Linked DNA regions of Ovis aries: all the other regions are linked to region 1. A link is a contact called in public Hi-C data. All regions are on one chromosome and are shown on one strand. Each heading gives the region's core, a stretch centred on a gene start, on an enhancer-like site or on the middle of the called end of the contact. The rest is flanking DNA. Distances are from core to core; before and after follow the strand shown.

Evidence for each region. Hi-C and Micro-C count contacts between places; a contact is called where the count stands out from the background.
Region 2: a contact with region 1 is called in a Hi-C map of hypothalamus, with 7 times the contacts expected there. The contact joins the promoter of USP38 here to the promoter of GAB1 in region 1. A contact is called at or near these places in 4 of 16 Hi-C or Micro-C datasets (hypothalamus, liver, muscle and 1 more).
Region 3: a contact with region 1 is called in a Hi-C map of hypothalamus, with 4 times the contacts expected there. The contact joins the promoter of SMARCA5 here to the promoter of GAB1 in region 1. A contact is called at or near these places in 2 of 16 Hi-C or Micro-C datasets (hypothalamus and liver).

Annotation. Positions count from the first base shown.
Region 1 is chr17:14,615,825-14,619,778 of ARS-UI_Ramb_v3.0, forward strand. It overlaps GAB1 (GRB2 associated binding protein 1), which reads right to left and starts at 1,715. Exons shown (of 13, transcript XM_060400634.1): 1 at 1,308-1,715.
Region 2 is chr17:14,784,900-14,788,853 of ARS-UI_Ramb_v3.0, forward strand. It overlaps USP38 (ubiquitin specific peptidase 38), which reads right to left and starts at 1,759. Exons shown (of 9, transcript XM_042234314.2): 1 at 562-1,759. The coding sequence starts at 1,243.
Region 3 is chr17:14,461,242-14,465,195 of ARS-UI_Ramb_v3.0, forward strand. SMARCA5 (SWI/SNF related, matrix associated, actin dependent regulator of chromatin, subfamily a, member 5) reads right to left here and starts at 2,318. Exons shown (of 23, transcript XM_060400631.1): 1 at 1,922-2,318. The coding sequence starts at 2,098.

The DNA of each region.
Region 1 (3,954 bases), core at 465-2,964:
TGTGATAGATGGAGAGAGGGAATTTGGAAGAATTTTAAAAATCTCTGAAGAACATCCCTAGGATTTGTGGCATCAAATCCTTAAAGGAGAACTACTTGCCTATAGCAAATTCTGGCAGCAAGTAAACCAGAAACTCACTGGTGAGTTGTGGGCTAAGTTAAATATTGCACTTCACTCCGTTCTATGCAAGCAAACTGACTAACAGGGTTACCTCGAGCTCTCGCATTGGGTGTAGACATCCTTTCACAAGAAACAGGGTCCATTATTACTCTCCCCGTTAGCAAATTTATATTTAAGGGGGCACATACTGTGCTTTCGAGACATACTTTACTAGACAAATATTTGCTCCATAAGCGAGGGCAAAGGTGTCATTTCTTTCCTTTGCTGTGGGCAGCGACAGAAGAATCAATGGGGGAGAAGGGGATAAGATCCCAGACTCCCCAAAGAGGACACAGACTTCCGCTGCAGTAACGTTGGTTCTTTCAAGGAATACTTCCCCTAACGGCTAAAACGGCTTAACACATAATCAGCATCTTGTATCAATTACACAAATACCACGAAGCAACTGTGGTGGCCTGGGAAAGGACCATAACACACAGAACTCCTAACTGGCCTTCGCTGTCCCCTCCCACAGGGTTTGACAGCGTGTCCAAGGCGCCCGAACACCAGCCATCAGGCTCCCCCCAGCGCCCTCCTCTCGCAGCAAACTGCCAAGGCTCTCGGGCCAAACTCCAACGTCCCTCGATTCAAAACCGAGAAAGTGTGAACCCCGCTAAGCAAACGGTAGGGCGCGTAATAACTTTTTTTTTTCTTTTCCGTGGAGCGGATTGGAGATGCTCGGCTCTAACGCCAACTTCCCAGGTCTCCCGTCCGCTTTCCGAAACCATCCCGTGGGGAAGGCGGGAGGGAGGGCGGTCCAAAGAGAGGGCTGGTGAGTTTTAATACCTCCGTGGTTTTCTCAGTGCGGGAAATTTACTACACAGCAGCCCCTGAGAATTCGGTGCAGGTCTAACGAAAGGAAAATGCTCTCCCCCTCAACCCCTGCTAAAAGGAACAATAAAAAACACTCAGCAGGCGCTCAGCTGGCCATACCAGGCCTTCCTAAGGGCCGATGGAGAAAGAAATTTCTCCAGTCTGCAATCTGGAGAAAGAAAGATGCCTGGCCAAGCGGAGGCCCGGGCATGAGTGTCCAGCCTGGGTCCCCAGCCTGGCAGGGAAGGGGCCTACAGGGAAGGGATGGGGACTAAAGAGGAGCAGTCGGCACGCGAGCCGCCCAGGGAGGGTAACGGGGGCCGAGCTCTACTTACATAACGCTTTAACTTTTTCTCCGGGGGGGACTTGCGGAGCCATCCCGAGCAGACCACTTCGCCGCCGCTCATGGTGCGAGCCTTTAGGGCTGCGGGCCCGGCGCGCTCCCGACACCTTCGACGCCGGACGCCCGTGCAGCTGCTGGGACCTCGCTCTCCCGCGGCGCACCCCAGGCGGACGGGGCGGGCCGGCTCCGCGGCGCTCTGGCTCTTGGCGTTCGAGTTTCTTCCCCGCAGGCAGGTCCGCGGACGTGAGTAGAAGCGGGCACAGCCGCCGAGGCCGACACCTCGGGGCAGGGGCCGCGGCCGGGCCGAAGATGCCCAGGCCTTCCTTCAGTGCACCCGCCCGGCCGCCAGGCGCGCCGTCCCGCCGGCCGCCTCCTCTGCGCTCGGGCTCCACGGGACTCTGCCCCGGCGCGGAGCCCGAGCCTCGGCCCCCTGCGCTCCGCCCCTTCGGGATGGGACCTCCCAGAGCGCACTCCGAGACAGACACGACGCTGCACGCGCGCACACACAGTCTCACACGCTCATACACACACAATGCCCCCGCGCAGTGCCCACTCCGACTGGCCAGCTCTAGGTTTTACTGCGCTTGGCGCTATCCCCTCCTTCCTCCTTCTGGAGAGAGGGTGGGTCACTTCCCCGAGGCGCCCGGACCGCCGCAAGGAATGGGAAAGCCGCGAGGGTCCCGTGGTCAGCGGGCGCAGGGTTGAGGGTTGGTCCCGGGCCACGGAGGGAGCCGCCGGCTCGGCGTCGCTGGACAGAGCGCAGGTCCCGCCGAAGGGTGGGTCCGTGCTGGCCGCCGCCGCAAGAGAGAGAAAGCAGAGGGCGGCAGAAGAAGGAGGCGCTGGGCTGCTTGGCTGCGGGGACCAAGCCTACCGTCCCGTCCCCTAGCGCTGCTCCTGCGCCGCCTCCCCCACCCCAGGGCGCGCGGCAGGTTCTGGGCGGCCCGGCCCCCGGCCCCGATCCCTCCCTCTCCCGGCCTCCCGGCTCCCTCTTCCTCTCTTTCCTCCTCCCCTTCCCACGTTCGGGCCGGCTCCGGTTTCTGCCCAGACTTTCTTTGAAACTCCGCCGGAGCGCTTCCAGCCAAAACAACAAGGGCCAGGGAGGAGGAGACGGGCGGAGGGAGGGAGCGAGCGAGGGAGGGCGCGGGAGTCCGAGAGGCACCCTGGGATCTGTAGTTCGGGACGCTGGAGAGGGGTCCTCGGCGCCCCCGGCGGCCGTGGATCCCGGAGCCCCCGGCGGGCTGGTCGCCAAGGAAGGCAGCGAAGCCTCGCCGAGGGTAACGCCGCGCCATCTCGGGTTCCCGGGCGACCGAGGAACATTCGAAGGTTCAAGTCTGTGGATTGCCATCTTGGCTCAGCCGAGTGTCAGTTCGGAGTTTGTTCTGTGCGGGAGATCGGGAGTTGGGGGCGGGGGAGAGGGGGGCGGGTACTTGACAGCGTGGAAAGCGAAACAGCCTGGAGGAAGACCGCGCGCCCTGGAGAGTCTGCGATCCCGGGGTTTCTGCCCGCAAGACTGAAAGGCGGAGACCAGGAGGGCGAGGTCGCTGGGAGCGCGCCAAGGCGACCAGCCTGCAGGGGAGGTCAGAAGGGGACCCTTCCGGACTGATGTGTGCTGGTCCCCGGAGCAGCCTTGCCTGAGTGGTGGGAGCGCTTAGTGGACCCAAAGGATTCAGTTGAATCTATCTCTGGGGACATTTTGAAGCCTTACACTCCCTCCGTTTGTTGCCAGTTTCTTCCACTTGCCTTGGCTTTTATTTAAAATCAACTCTTGGGGTGTTGGACCAGAAAAGGGAACCTTCACTGGATGTCCTAATGCTATTTGTTTTCTTTTGTGTGTTTTACAATGACTATGATACCTGGCCCTGAGATTAACACGATCCTGTAAGAGAAATATCTTTTCCAATGTATTTATGAGAAACAAAGCCCCTAGACAGATTTTGGAACGTAGTGTAAATAATCAGATAAGAGTGCCAAACGTTTCTGGAAAAAATAACCTCAGGCTTGTTCTTGTTAATACAACATTCATATTCAGTTCCTCTCGAGTTTGAAAATGTTATACAATTGTAGTAGGAAATTAGGTGCTGGGGTGGTGACAAAGAAAGGTCCCTGCACTCAGAGCGGTGACATTTCTAGATAGTTAACAGGGTCAACGCAAGTACAGATTGTGATAAATGTGCCCTGGGAGAAACTGGAAGAATAATAAGGGTGGAACTAGGTCAGATACTAGGGGAGAAGTCTTCCTTAAAGAGGCAGCTAGCCAGAGATGTGAAAGATGTTGTAAAGATGTTGTCTTGTGAAAAGATCAAAGGGATAACCATAAGGAGGACTGAGAGAGAAAAAACAACCCAGGGGGCTCATTGTTTTTCTTAAATGTTAGAATACAAGTGAGTGTAATTTTTATGGCAGCTAATAAAGCAAAGCAATTTTTATGTGAACTCGGGTTTTACCACAAGCCATCCACAAGCCATCCATATGAAAATAAATCACTAAATTTGTTTTCTGCTTCTACCACAAGCAGTGTGTCTGTGCACTGAGTCAAAGTATTTCAGATTAGCATGGCAGAGACTGGTTCACTCTTGCATAGTTAACTGTTTGCTAGATAATTTACCACTTCCTCCACTCCTGTTATTTTAAAGTTCTTT
Region 2 (3,954 bases), core at 509-3,008, 170 kb after region 1:
GCCCCCCGGTATCCACTCTCACAAACTACCGTGGACAGAGAATACCAATATTCAGCAACTACACAGTTAACTAGGATAATCCAGCAATAAAACAAACAGCACAGTCCAGTAATTAAAATGTGGGAAAATTCAGAAGCTAAGGAAAAACTCATGACAACAAGATGACAAAATCACAGCACGATTATGATACGGTAAACATGATTATGCTGCCATTAGTCACTCACGAATAAAAGCTTTACATGCTTTATGTAGTAGCTGTCATCCTCAAAACATTCCATAACTTGAGCAGAGGCTGAGTAATTAAGCGACTTGTTTCCTGCCAAAGGTCTTAGACCTGGACATTCTCAACCTTTAAAATAGAAACACTGCTCCCTTTTTTTTTTTTTTTAAAGTCCAAAGTGACAGGCTGATTATGGCAAGTGGAAGAGAATCTGGATGAGGGTGTTAAGATCTGCTTTTCCACGAAGACGTTTTCAGAGCCGGTAAACGAACACGGTGTGTATGTAAGAGACACAAACTACATTTCCAAGAGAGGCTGTCCGTGAAGGCCACGACCCTTACCTGTGGAGGAAATGCTTGCAAAAACTTCTTGCAGAGAAGGCAGCAGGGTGGAGGGCTCGGCCTTCCAGATGTTCTGCAGCAAGTTACTCACTTTTGTCACCTGCGAAACATATTCCCGCAGCTCTTTCTCCTGGGTGGACACGCATTGGAAGTGGCCTATCGTTCGAACCAGCTGTTGGCAGAAGGTGATGGACAACTTCCCCTTGGGGATGCACTGCACGAAGTCTGTCAGGAGGTCGCTGAGTCGGGCGCACAGCTGCGGCTCCGGCCTCTCGCACACCATCCGCAGCACCTCCACCTGCAGCAGGCCGAAGAGGTCCAGCACCGACGGGCAGCTCATGATCAGCTTCAGGCCATTGTGAATGTAGTCCACGATGGCTACGTCCTTCCTGTCCAGCGAGTGGTAGCCCTGCTGAAGGAGACCCAGCACGAACGTCTTGTTGAAGAAGGACTCGAACTCCGGCCGGTGGTAGCGCGCGTAGGCCTCCAGCACTTGGTGGCCCACCTGCCGCTGAAAGGGGTCCTGGCCCTCCAGGATGAGCCTGGTCGTCAGGTCAAACATGGCCTCGCACTGCGCCTCGTCCAGCCAGTGCTCCGCCGACTCCACCACCTTCCGCACGATCATCCGCTTCAGGGGCAGCGGGTGCGAAGAACTCACCAGGCCCTCCAGGATCTTGTCCATTGTCGCCACGCAGCAAGGCCCGGGCCAGGGGGTGAGGAGCCGGTGGCCACGGCCCCGAGGTGGGCCAGGAGAGCCCCGGGGCGGAGGCGAACCTGGAGCGCAGCAGCAGCAGCAGCGGGACCGACCACCGCCACCGCCGCCTCAGTAGCCACATTTATCGGGCAGGGGGGCCCATCCGAGTCCGGGCGGGAGTTGGCAAGTCTGGGGCGTCTAAGAACCGGCCCCGTCCGCGCTGGGCCTAAGGAGCCAGAGGCCCACACTCCGCCGCCGCTGCCGCCGCCCCGGGCCCGCGGTCTCTCTCAGCATCAGCGCGGAGGGGCCAGCGGGGGCCCCCCGAGCTGCGGCGGGCACTCAGGGCCCGGGGCTGCCAGCCGCCGGGTGAGGAAGCGCGCCTCCGCGCGCCGCGGCAGGTGTAGGCGTTCGGGCTCCAGCCGGTCCTGGGATGAAACCCGGCCTGGGTTGAGTCAGGAGTGCCTGTCACGAAAGGTGCCGGATCAGCCGGGTAGAAGAGGAGGTGGACACCCTTGACCCGGATTCAGAAGGTCCAGCGAACAGGAAGTGAAGGCTGTCGGAACCTCCGGAAAGGCCCGCCCCGCCGCACTCCTCCCCACCCTACCTCTTTCCTCCTTCTCCTCTCTTCCTCCTCCGCCTCCGCCCGGCTACCCCCTCCAGGGCCCTGCTCGGATCCCCCAGCGGTCCCGCCTCCTTGCTGCCGCGCAGGCGCGGTCGCCCCCGTGGAGTCGCGCGGCGACACCGGCGTCACTGGGGATCACGTGTAAGTCATAGGCGGCTTTCCGGGTGGTGCGGCCGGGAGCCGCTCCGGAGAGCGGTGGAAGTGATGAGTCCAGGATTCCCACCTTCCGATCTCTTGTCGGTTCTGTTCGGGTCGGGTTACATGTGAAAGGCCGAGAAAGTTTTATTTAGTTCAAGTCTTGTGAATCAAAGTTTTGGAAACGTGAACCGAAGAGCATTTGGGGGAGAAAATAAGGAAAAGGACCCAAAATTCGGATTGAAGAGAAGTCATTCATGAACTGCTGCTGCTGCTAAGTCGCTTCAGCCGTGTCCGACTCTGTGCGACCTCAGAGGAGGGTTCCTAAATGCGAGTGCCTTTCTCTTAACGTACGGTTGGGCTTCCCTGGTGGCTCAGAGGTTAAAGTGTCTTCCTGGAATGCGAGAGACTTGGGTTCGATCCCTGGGTCGGGAAGATCCCCTGGAGGAGGAAATAGCAACCCACTCCAGTACTCTTGCTTGGAGAATCCCATGGAGGGAGGAGCCTGGTAGGCAACAGTCCATGGGGTCACAAAGAGTCGGACACGACTGAGCGACTTCACTTCACTTCATGGTTATTAAAGTAAGGGCGGTACTGGCGACGGTATACATTTAGAAACGATCTTTAACAGGTATCTTCTCGTGGGATAGCTGTCAGGGCTTCCCTGATATCTCTGTTGGTAAAGAATCCGCCTGCAATGCAGGAGACCCCGGTTCGATCCCTGGGTTGGGAAGATCCCCTGGAGACGGGAAAGGCTACCCACTTTAGTATTCTGGCTTGGAGAATAACGTAGAGTGTATATAGTCCATGGAGTCGCAAAGAGTCGGACACGACTGAGCAATGGGGAAACTGACAGTGTGGGATAGCGAAAAATACGTTGTCCCCAGAATGGGAGGAGAGTAAGGAAAATGATAGATGAGAAAGAATGACAGTGCTTTGAAAATAAACCCAATGAAATCTTAACAGTATTTATGTTAGGCTGACACTGGCTAACAATAAGAATAGATGGAGTCATCATGTTTGTAGTTTTTCAATTTAAATTCCAAAGATTCTCAGTAAGAATTTAGGCTTTCATGGGAGGCCTTTAAATTGAAAAATTACCTAATTATGTCTCCGTTAAGGCTTGACTCTTATGATTGTGAAATCAGACCTTTAATGGCCTGTAATACAGACGAAAATTTAAAGAGCTGTTTCATTTAAAATACACAATAGAAAAGAAGCAAACTTGTGAGTTGTTTACTTTGCTCAGTGGTGTTTGGGTTTCTACCAGTTTACAAAGTGGTTACATCAATATATTGAGTACATTAGTGAGGGTAATCTTGGGGCTTCCCAGGTGGTTCAGTGGTAAAGTATTTGCCTGCCAATGCAAGAGGCAAAAGATGCAGATTTAGTCCCTGGGTCAGGAAGATCCCCTGAAGAAGGGAATGGCAACCTGCTGCAGTATTCTTGCCTGGAAAATCCCACAGATGGAGGAACGTGGAGGGCTGTGGTCCATGGAGTCTCAGAGTTGGACATGACTGATTGAGCACACACTGGTGGATAATCTTGAAAAGAAAAGCAGTTTAAACAGGATAGAAACTGGGTAGAGAAACTTGAGATCGAGTTAGTTTGTAGAAAGAGATTGACGATAAAAGAGAAACGAGGTAATTGGTGGATGTAAAAGTCATGCTACAGCTCAGGAATAGCTTTGGAACTTTTTCTTTTCCAATAGATGGAAAGTAAAACTACAGAGAAAAGTGTGACTTTACTGGGAATGGTGCCACCTTGGAAGACAAAGATAAGGTGAAAGTAAAACATTAAGAGGAATGTATGGTGGGATTGTGAATTTACTGATTTAATTTAAAATCTAAGATGTGAAATTAACAATATTTGAATATTATACCTTACGTCCTATGTTACGTAATAAGGGAATGAGAGGAAAAGAGACAATATTTGTTATACA
Region 3 (3,954 bases), core at 1,068-3,567, 150 kb before region 1:
TTACAACATTACTGTTCATAGTTAAACTCTAATTCCACTTCACCTTAAAAACAGCAACTGAAAGGCAAAACATTTAGTTTAGGCTTTAAATTATTCCGCTTTCTGATATTTCCTTAACACTTCTAGTGAGACTGAGACTTTGGCTGCTACTCCAAAATTCGAATGATAGCCTCTTTTGAGAGGCTGACAACAGTGGACAGCAATTTGCAAAGAAGCGCGGTTCGTGCTCAGTCGCTTCAGCTTTGTCTGACTCTGCCACCTCGCCAGGCTCTTTGTAGCGCGCCAGGCTCTTCCGTCCATGGGATTCTTCAGGCAAGAACACTGGAGTGGGTTGCCATGCCTCCCCTCCAGGGGATCTTCCCAACCCAGGGATCGAACCCGCGTCTCTTTTGTCTCTTGCACTGGCAGGCGGGTTCTTTACCGCTAGCGCCACCTGGGAAGCCCTGAGAACTGCGTATTTAACACAACTGCTTTCAGTGTCAAACTTTCAAAGCCCCTTAAACAAGGAAGCGGGAATCCAAGTTAACCCTAGCAATTCAAAACAATCATTTAAAACCTAAAGAAAAAGAAAACAAGCAACACTGACATGAACTGAAAACAAATTTCAAGTCGCTGAAAGCTATAGAATACCAGAGGTCCTATTCCACCAAAACCCACCCTTACCTTTAAAGTTCTTTCAAAAACTAATAACACGTTACCTCACCCTAGATAAGGCCGCTAGTTACACAGAGTAGGACTCCACTGAACTGACTTATGACCTAGTACAGCACCCAAATAAAACTACTGAGCCAAATGCTCTATGGTAAACTGCCCTGCCATTTCCTTATCGTGTTAATTCTGCAGCAACATTCCCTTTCAGAGCAGTATTACCTTTGCTCAATCTATCCAAGGATGGAAAAATTCCAGAAATCTCTGGGTTGCGACTATAAAATATCTCAAAACAGATCGAAGGCCAAGAATAAAATTGGAAGGAGCAAGCAACACTTTGTTCCCAGACATCGCAAAACCTTGGAGCACACCCAAAAGACCCGCCTGGCAGTTCCCCAATCTCTCCACCCTCGCAGTACTGTTACCATTCCCTGACCCACCAGCCCCAGCCCAGAAGGTAGGGAGCCATAGAGAACGGTACCAATTTTCAAAATAAGGCCAAGGCCCCCAAAGAGGAAATGCGCTGGTCTGTAAGCAAACTAACCGCCCCTCACTCACTAATTCATTCATCCATCCATCCATCACTCCCCCCACAAAATGAAATGGGGGTTCAAGACAGCTGCTGCCGCCGTGGTCGCTTCCCTTCCCCACGGAACAGTGCCTGGGAGGAGCCTCCTCTCCCTCCGAGGGAGCAGCTGTGCCCCGCTTATCCCCACTGCGCCCTCGGCCATCCAGCCCTCGCCATTGTTTCTGCGAAACAGATACCGCCCCCGCAAAGAACGGGATGAAGAAAAGGAGGCCCAAGCCCTCGGATGCGCTGCTTTTAAATGCCTTCCCCACCCCGCCTGTCTACCCCCGTACCTAGAGGGAAATTTCCCTCGCCCTCTCCCCAAGTTTAGCGGAAAGTAAAATCGAGATTCAGAGATGAGCGAGGGAATTATGGGAGTCCAGCTTAAAAAAAAAAAAAAAAAGGGTAGATCTTCACTCGGCCTCAGTAATCAAGAACATGTGTCTAATAAGAGCGTTCGAGGATTTGGCAAGGTTCGCCAAAGAGACAAATAATATAAACGTGAAGTGCCAGAAATCCACTTGAGGTTGCCTGGATTGCTTACGCGCAAGGGTGAGAGCATCATTTCCGACCCAAACGGTCTGAGGCCGTGTTGGAGTGCGAAGGGGTGAAGTTTGGCTCTGCGTCTCATCACTAGTACAGAGGCGAGGGAACCAGTTCCTCCTCCCCATCCTGCCCTCTTTCCACACCACGAGCCGCCCTCACCTCCATCTCCGAGTCCGCGGGGCCGGCGCTGGCCACGGAGGGAGCCGCCTGGGCTGCGACGCCCTCGGGGCCGCCTTTGTTGCTGCTGTTGCTCCCGCTGCCGGCGGCCGAGGCTGCGGGCTTGGAAGGCGCGCTCTCGGGAGGCGGGGGTGGCGGAGGGTCGGCCGCGGACGACATGATGTTCCGTCTGCGTCACCCGCTGCTGCCAGAGGCCGGGTCCGGCAGGGAGGAGGAGGAGGAGGCCTAGGCCTGGGTGGCTGCGTCGCAACGAGCAGATGGAGAAGCGAGAGGACTACCCGAAAGCCCCCTGCGCCGCGGCTCGGCGACGAGCCCAAACCAGGCCCAGCAACCTCCCCCTCTGGTCGCCCTCCTCTTCCGCGGGGCTCCGGGTTCGACCGGCGCTTTACCCCACGGCGGGAATCACGTCGACGAGAGTGGGCGGGGCCACTCGGGTCACTGAGGTCAGGGAAGGCGGGCTGATTCACAGGAGGGCGGAGGGTTGAGGGAAAAAGAAAGGAAAGCAAAGGAGGGACAGAGACTGGGAACTGGCTTAGCTGCCTCCTCTTCTTCCTCTGGTAGATATCATCTATCTCGCCAGCACTCAGTTCTACTACCTACGCCACCGACTATCAACACTCGCGAGATTGATAGTTGGCTACATGACTGGGCTCCGAGTGCGCATGCGCATTCTCCCCTCTTTGCCCTGGGCCACGCCTCCTTCGAGGCCCCAGAGAGCTCTTGGGTAAGGAATGGGCGGGGCCTCGAGGGAGAGATTGGAGACGTAGGTTTGTCCGTCGGCTTCCCGGCATGACGCGAGCGCTGTCTTCCAGGCGTTCTTAACGGCTCAGGGTCCACCGGCGCCTGGTCTGCTCTGCTTGGCAGGGATCTGCGGCACTCCCAGAAAACTTGCCCAGGTTTTGCGCCGCCTACTGCAGTATAGAGGCCTGTGCAGGCCTTAACACTTTCGCTGCCGCCGCTCATAGGTGTGACGCCAATGTGTTGAAGATGGTTTAGTTATCCCAGTTGACGTCTCTTAGGTTTTGTTGTCTAAACAAAAGGGCCCGTTGGTGTAATATTTTTTTGTCTACACGTTAGCTATAAGAATCATTTCTAAATTCCTTCTACTTCTCTTACAGAGTTAAACGATATTTTCTCTGAATTTACGTGCTAAACATAAGCAAACTGCCCATCACCATGTGAATGAGAGTCATAGATAAGAGTCATAGATAATCGGTAGATAAGAGAGGCCATGGGCTGTATCTTTTGCTCAACCACTAAATATTAAAATGTACAGACTGCTGTGCATTTCTTTCTCCTTAAGAAATACTTCGAATAATTTCCAGTGGTTACGCCTTCCACTGTCCTCAACATAGCCTGTGGGTCTTGCGCACGGATCTGCTGCAGGTTATCAAGAACATCGTGTTCTACTCAATAGAAAATCGTACTGCTGTGAATTGTTATCTGCCCTGCACAGGCTCTTATCCATCTTTGTATCCCCATATCCAGTATTCTATCAGTATGTATTGAATAGCGGAGACACACTTTTCAAGAGTTAAGATTTGAGCAAACTGTTGATTATGTTGAATTTCAAATAGAAGAGCTCTCCTTTGAATCTGTAGCCTGCAAACTTTTAACTGATCAAATGATAATTTTTAAGTTGAGATCTGGAAAAATGCCCCCCAGCCCATTAGAAATACTGTTTGTGAGACTATAAGGAACCATCTAAGGATATATGAACAGAAAAATACACAAATGATGTTTGTTGTGGTCTTCACCTGTTACTGCAAAAAGCCAGCAGTAGTGAGTCCAACATAGAAAGTGTGATTTTAAAGCTGTTGTACACCCACACAGTGAACTATTATTTATCTTCAACAACCATTAATGTAGAAGAGTGTTTATTATATAGTGTTAACTGAAAAAACTTAAGTTGAAAAACATGAATGAAACATTGTAAGGATAATCATAAAAGTATTGAAAGTGATTGTTGTTGGTATATATTTCCTAATTCTTTTTAGGTTGTATTTTTATTTTTT